2 separate regions of the Mus musculus genome follow, and region 1 is linked to region 2. A link is a contact called in public HiChIP or PLAC-seq data. All regions are on one chromosome and are shown on one strand. The core of a region is the stretch at or near the end of the contact, and the rest is flanking DNA. Distances in the headings are between cores, read along the strand shown. Region 1 overlaps Ankrd11 (ankyrin repeat domain 11). Region 2 overlaps Ankrd11 (ankyrin repeat domain 11).

Region 1 (2,700 bases), core at 157-2,656, 74 kb before region 2:
CAGGCTGTCCTGCTTGGTGTGGCCTTTTTTTTTTTTTTTTTTGGTGCCTTACCCAAACAATGCTGGCTCATTTTCTTGTTCAAGAATGCTTTTGAGGGATATGTTTTCAGTGAGTGAAATTAAAAGACCAAAAAACTTAAAAACAAGTGGGCCTATCAAAGCTGTTTGGTTTTGAAGTGTTTGTAGCTGGGGCTGAAGTCAGTTCTCCATGGGCTGTTAAGAGAAAGGGAGCCAACCTGCCTCCATCCGCAGACTCTGAGGCCAGTGGTGTCCAAGACCTAAAACTCATGGAAGGTTAAATAACAGACTCAGGGAGTTGTATATTTAATATTGTGGTACTGAACTTTACTTTTGAAAATGGAACCTGTTACTTATGGGGGAAACTAGAAGGTAGGTTGTGGGTGTGAAATGGGAGTGGTGAGATTTGTAGCCCATGTATTAATTTTTAATTTTTTATGTTTCCTTTGTATGGAGTCTGGTGTGTGGGTGTTACTTCCTGCTCACATTTATGCTAAAGTGACTAATCCAAACTGGATATAGTGGTCTATGCTGGCAATCCCAGGGATGCCAGGAGTTTGGGGCCAGCCTTATAGTAAGACAACTCCTTAAATGCTCTATACCCACCCCCAAAACCCAGTAAATAAAACCTATGTGCGGAGGTGTTGTAGTGAGTTGTTGGAGAGCTAGACCTGGAACTCATATTCTTTCTCACTTCTGTAGACTTGCTGTGTGGATATTTGTCATTGGTGGCTACCAGTGACCTGTGGCATGTACTCCTGTGGATGTAGCTGTCACTTAATAGGATGTGGAGGTGATAGACAATCACACAGCATGAACTAGATGGCTCAGTGGGTCGGGGGCTTTTCGGGCAACCTTGATGACCTGAGTTTAATCCTCGACTCCACAGGGTGGAAGGAGAGAACTGGCTGCTTCAGATTTGTCCTCTGATAGCAAGATGTGCACCTTATCTCTGCCGCCCTCTCCCCCTTCCAGTGATTAACAAAAGAGAAATACAGAAACGCATTGATGAGGATCAGATTCCGCATTCACATTGTGACTCAAGCCTAGCATGTGACTCAGAGTAGACGTCTCTCACTATGAATAGTTGATGCTCGTGTTAATTCCTTCTTCCTCTTCCTTTCTAGTACTTTTGGGGTTTTTTGCTTTAGTATTGAGCCATGTATCCCCAGCCTTTTATTTTTGTTTGTTTGTTTGTTTTTGTTTTGAGACAGGGTTTCTCTGTGTATCCCTGGCTGTCCTGGAACTCACTCTGTAGACCAGGCTGGCCTCAAACTCAGAAATCCGCCTGCCTCTGCCTCCCAAGCGCTGAGATCAAAGGCGTGCGCCATCACGCCCGGCTCAGCCTTTTATTTTGAATTAGAGTCTTAACCTAAAATGCCCAGAGAGACCGTGAACTTGTGAGCCATAGGCATGCACTAACATGACTATCCTGATACTAATTCCGGTTTCTGAGTATATTTTATTCTTGCTTGTTTGTTAATTGGTTTTTCAAGACAGGATTTCTCTGTTGAAGCCTTGGCTGCCCTGGAATTCACTCTGTAGACTAGGTTGGTCTGGAACTCAGAAATCAGCCTGCCTCTGCCTCCTGAGTTCTTGGATTTACAGTTGATCAATAAAATCTGTATAGAAAGCATCCAGGGCTGGTTAATCTAGGGAAATAACTTTTTAGGCCTTTAAAAATAACCTTCAGTTTTAATATAAGTTGTCCTTAAGCTTGAGATGTTTTTCTATCTGACTTCATTGATCTGTGCAGTAGGTAAAGCAGTTAATGTTCTAGAGATGTGACCCTTTTCTGAACCAATTAACTGCCAACTTGAGGACTGGTTTTCAGGGGACTTGCCAGTGATGAGACTGTTGCCCTGGGAACAAGGGGGACCCAGAGGAATCCACTGTACATACAGTTGTCAAAGGCTGCATGGCTGTTTAGTGCTTATGCAGCTGGACTAGAGCTTTTGTATGGTTTGAGTATTCAAGGTTTAGTTCTGCTGAGTGCCAGGTTTGGTAGCACACACCTCATTCCAGTGCTTGGGAGACTCTAGACCACTTTGGGCTACAGAGTGAGGCCTTTTTTAGATGTATTTATTTTATTTTTTTGGGAATAAGTGTTTTGCCTGCGTTTATGTATGTGCACCACATGTGTACCTGGTGCCTAAAAGTCAGAAGAGGATGTCGGATCCCCTGATACCTGGTTGTGAACCACCACGTGTGTTCATCTGAACCCAGGTCCTCTGCAAAAGCAATAAATACTCTTAATCTCTGAGCCATCTTTCTGGCTCCTTTAGCTTATTTAATTTGTTTTGTGACAGGGTTTCTCTGTGTAGCTTTGTCAATCCTGGTACTGGAACCAGGCTGGTCTCAGCCTCCCTAGTGCTGGGATTAAAGGTGTGTGCTGCATTAAGTCTGACAGATAGTTAACAATGTTTGAGACAAGGTCTTACTGTATTTCATACTAGCCTCACTCTCTGTGTGTAGCTAGTCAGTGGCAGCCTTGTTTCTGATTTTCCCGAGTGCTTGGGCTGCAGGAGTCTGTCATGGTTGTCAGTCTGTCAGGTCCATGCCTAGTTTATACCGCTGGAGACGGAATGAACCTAGGGCTTCGTGCCTGCTAGGTCAGAACTATCACCAGAGCTACACCCCCAGTCCTTGCTTTTGCTTGTTTTTCCCCAACAGTTTCCCCTC
Region 2 (2,700 bases), core at 159-2,658:
CTAGATCTGGTGAAGAAGCAAGGCTGTGTCTTGGGTGCTAGTGGAGACAAGCAGGCTCATGCCCAGCTTGGCAGTTTCTGCTGTTGAGTGAGGAGTCGTCTTAGATGAAAGGTGATTATTTCTTTTCCTAGGGATTGAAAAGGGAGATGAAGCTGCCTTACTTTCCTGCTTGGCAGCCCCACTTTGATGCTGTGTAGCATGCACTATTTGTCTAGACTCAGATCTGTTTTTTGTGTCTTGGAGGTTAGTTTCTGAGACCTGTGTGATAACAGCAACCCTAACCATAAGTGACATTTAGCAGTCACTCGTGTGACTTATAATCTATCTGCATGTGTGTACAAGGGCACTGGGGTGGTATTGGGTAGGTACAGAAGCTGTGTGAGTTCATGTGCTCAGAGCAAAGCTGTTGTCATGACCTTCCCGTGGTCTTGGGGATATAGTGTTGTGCCATACAGGCTTGATTTTGGGATGCAAAGCAGCTGATGAGCCTGGAAAAGGTAAGTTGATGTCTGTCTAGTCAGTTGCTTGTTTCCTCTCTCAAATAGTTGGTTTCTAGTATCCCTCAGGCTTTACTTCTCACTTCAGACAGCTGCTCTGCAGGAGTCCATGCCCCTTCTTACACACACACACACACACACACACACACACACACACACACACACACACACACACACACACGGCCTTGCTCTGCAGCCCACTAGTCCTCCTGAATGCTGGCATCAGAGGCATGCACCATGATGCTTGGGAGCCTCACTTTTGTAGTGGGTAGGATAGCCTCTTCTCTTTTCTGGGAGCTGTTGCTGTGCTCTGTAGTGTTGGTGCTGAGGTCAGCAGTGCTCCCTTTATAAACTCTTTTACTTGTTGAAGATACTGGCTTTGGAATTGATCATCTTAAAGGGACAGCAGTGTGTAGTGTAAGCTGGTCCAAGCTCCAGTGTTGATATGGTTGGTATTGTTTTTTGCCTGTGGCTATATCCTTTATTTTAGAAATACATTTTCCTGTCCAGTTCCATTATTAAAGTGCCTTAGGGTCTTGAGGGAGTCACTGGTCTTGGCTGTTTGGCGTAACCTCTGAAGCCTTCTCCATTACTTCCTTATTTTTATAGAATAATTTTCTAATAGGGTTTTTTAGATGTGATACTACTGATCTGAGATAGGAGAAAAGTGGTTCTTTTGTTTTAAAGTTGATGAGTTAGAGGTAGACAGACTCGAGATGACCTGGCAGTCTCTGTCTTAGAGGTAGACAGACTCGCCATGACTTGACAGTCTCTGTCTTAGAGCACGTGCTATTGAGGTTGATGTGCCGTGTGGTGTGTTCAGTTGCAGCAGAAACCAGCTTGTGGGAGTTGAGGCATTGTTTTTCTCCTTTACCCACTGAGCCAACTTGGTGATCCCCAACCACGTTCTTAAAGAAGTACACAGGGCAGGGAGGGTTTCCTGTAGCCTCTCTGGGCGACAGAGACAGTACTACTGTGGCCAATGTTCTTGCATGTTCTCATCTTGTCAGGAACTGAGAAACTAAAAATATAAAAGATGGTTTCTTTTTTCCTAGTGTGTGCATGAATGAATATTTAAGTCTATTTCACAACAACAGCCTTCCTTTTGACATTAACTTCAGTGATGGTTGTCCATAGAACCCTAGTGTATAAATCTATAACTGGAGGTGGATCTTGTCATTGGTAGTCCCCTGCCCTACTCCTCTTGTTTTTATGTACTGCTGGTGATGGAACTGAGGTCTTTGCTCATGTAGGCAAGTGTCCCCTAGACCCTCATCTCTGTTCTTTGGGTTCTTGGTATGTTAGTCAGGGTTCTCTAGAATATCCAAACTTGTAGGATGAACACACACACACACACACACACACACACACACACACACACAATATTACTAGAATGACAGCCTATAGTTCAGTTAATCCTACAATGGCTGCCAAGAATCAGTTGTTTTAGTCCACGAGGCTGGATGTCTCAGCTAGTCTTTAAGGTATACATCAGAATTCCAAAGAAGTGGGCTCTAATACCATTGAAGGAATGGAGTTACTATCAAGATGATAGCAAGCAGGCAAAGAGCAAATATCCCCTTCTTCCATGTCCTTATGTAGGCTTCCCTCAGAAGGTAGACCCCAGATTCAAAGTGGAGTTCACAGCTCAAAACGTCGGGATTAAAGACGTGTTTTTCTGTCTCACAGATCCACATGAGAAGTAGATCTTTTCACTTCAAATTGAGCAAAACTCCTGCATAGGTGCGCCTTTCCATTTGGGGTCTCACTTAGTTGCAGGAATCAAGTGATAACCCAGACTAGCCATCCCGGTTGGTGTTGGGGGTTAGAGTGCAGTCTCCCACACTGTCTTCACCTTTCTCAACTGTCACTAACCTCCTTTCACCAGTACTGCCCCCAGCCCCTTCTTGTGGGGCCCAGGCAATGCTCATGAATGTTAGTGGGATAAACCATGTCTCCCCTGTCCTCCTGAAGTGACAACTCTTCCTGTTCTGGGCACAGGACATGGCCTTGGTACGATCAGGTCTTTGGGTCTAGCCATACCAGGTGAGTGCAGGTGAAGGCACACATCTGGTGTCTTTAACTTTATGTTCTTGATCCTGCATGCTTTCCTTCCTGTGACATAAGGTGGATTCAGAGTCCTGTCCTGCCTGGGCCACAGTACAACAGTGGGATCTGAGTTGACCCTGTCATTTAGTCTGTT

What was found. HiChIP or PLAC-seq counts read pairs in DNA pulled down with a chosen protein or histone mark.
Region 1: an H3K27ac HiChIP or PLAC-seq map of regulatory T cells shows a contact between it and region 2, with 5 times the contacts expected there. The contact joins two enhancer-like sites. A contact is called at or near these places in 18 of 39 promoter capture datasets (the 3T3-L1 cell line, 3T3-L1-derived adipocytes, the C10 cell line and 14 more), 1 of 15 datasets of contacts at CTCF or cohesin (the NIH/3T3 cell line), 15 of 484 Hi-C or Micro-C datasets (B cells, CD4 T cells, CD8 T cells and 11 more) and 24 of 115 datasets of contacts at active chromatin or transcription factors (the 230-238 cell line, CD8 T cells, the HPC-7 cell line and 17 more).

What each region holds. Positions count from the first base shown.
Region 1 is chr8:123,026,332-123,029,031 of GRCm38.p6, reverse strand. All of the region lies in intron 1 of Ankrd11 (ankyrin repeat domain 11), which reads left to right. Among named protein-coding and RNA genes, the nearest start is that of Ankrd11, 15 kb to the left of the region's middle. Within about 2 kb of position 1,406, at least 71 of the 459 cell types and tissues checked have an H3K27ac peak or open chromatin away from gene starts, as enhancers often do. A contact at or near this core is called in CD8 T cells, the G1E-ER4 cell line, Th1 cells and 3 more, where this site is marked.
Region 2 is chr8:122,951,894-122,954,593 of GRCm38.p6, reverse strand. The region is part of intron 2 of Ankrd11 (ankyrin repeat domain 11); the gene reads left to right. It overlaps Gm39272 (a long non-coding RNA gene), which reads right to left. Exons shown (of 3, transcript XR_879314.3): 3 at 1-2,700. Among named protein-coding and RNA genes, the nearest start is that of Gm39272, 19 kb to the right of the region's middle. Within about 2 kb of position 1,408, at least 42 of the 459 cell types and tissues checked have an H3K27ac peak or open chromatin away from gene starts, as enhancers often do. A contact at or near this core is called in CD8 T cells, the G1E-ER4 cell line, Th1 cells and 3 more, where this site is marked.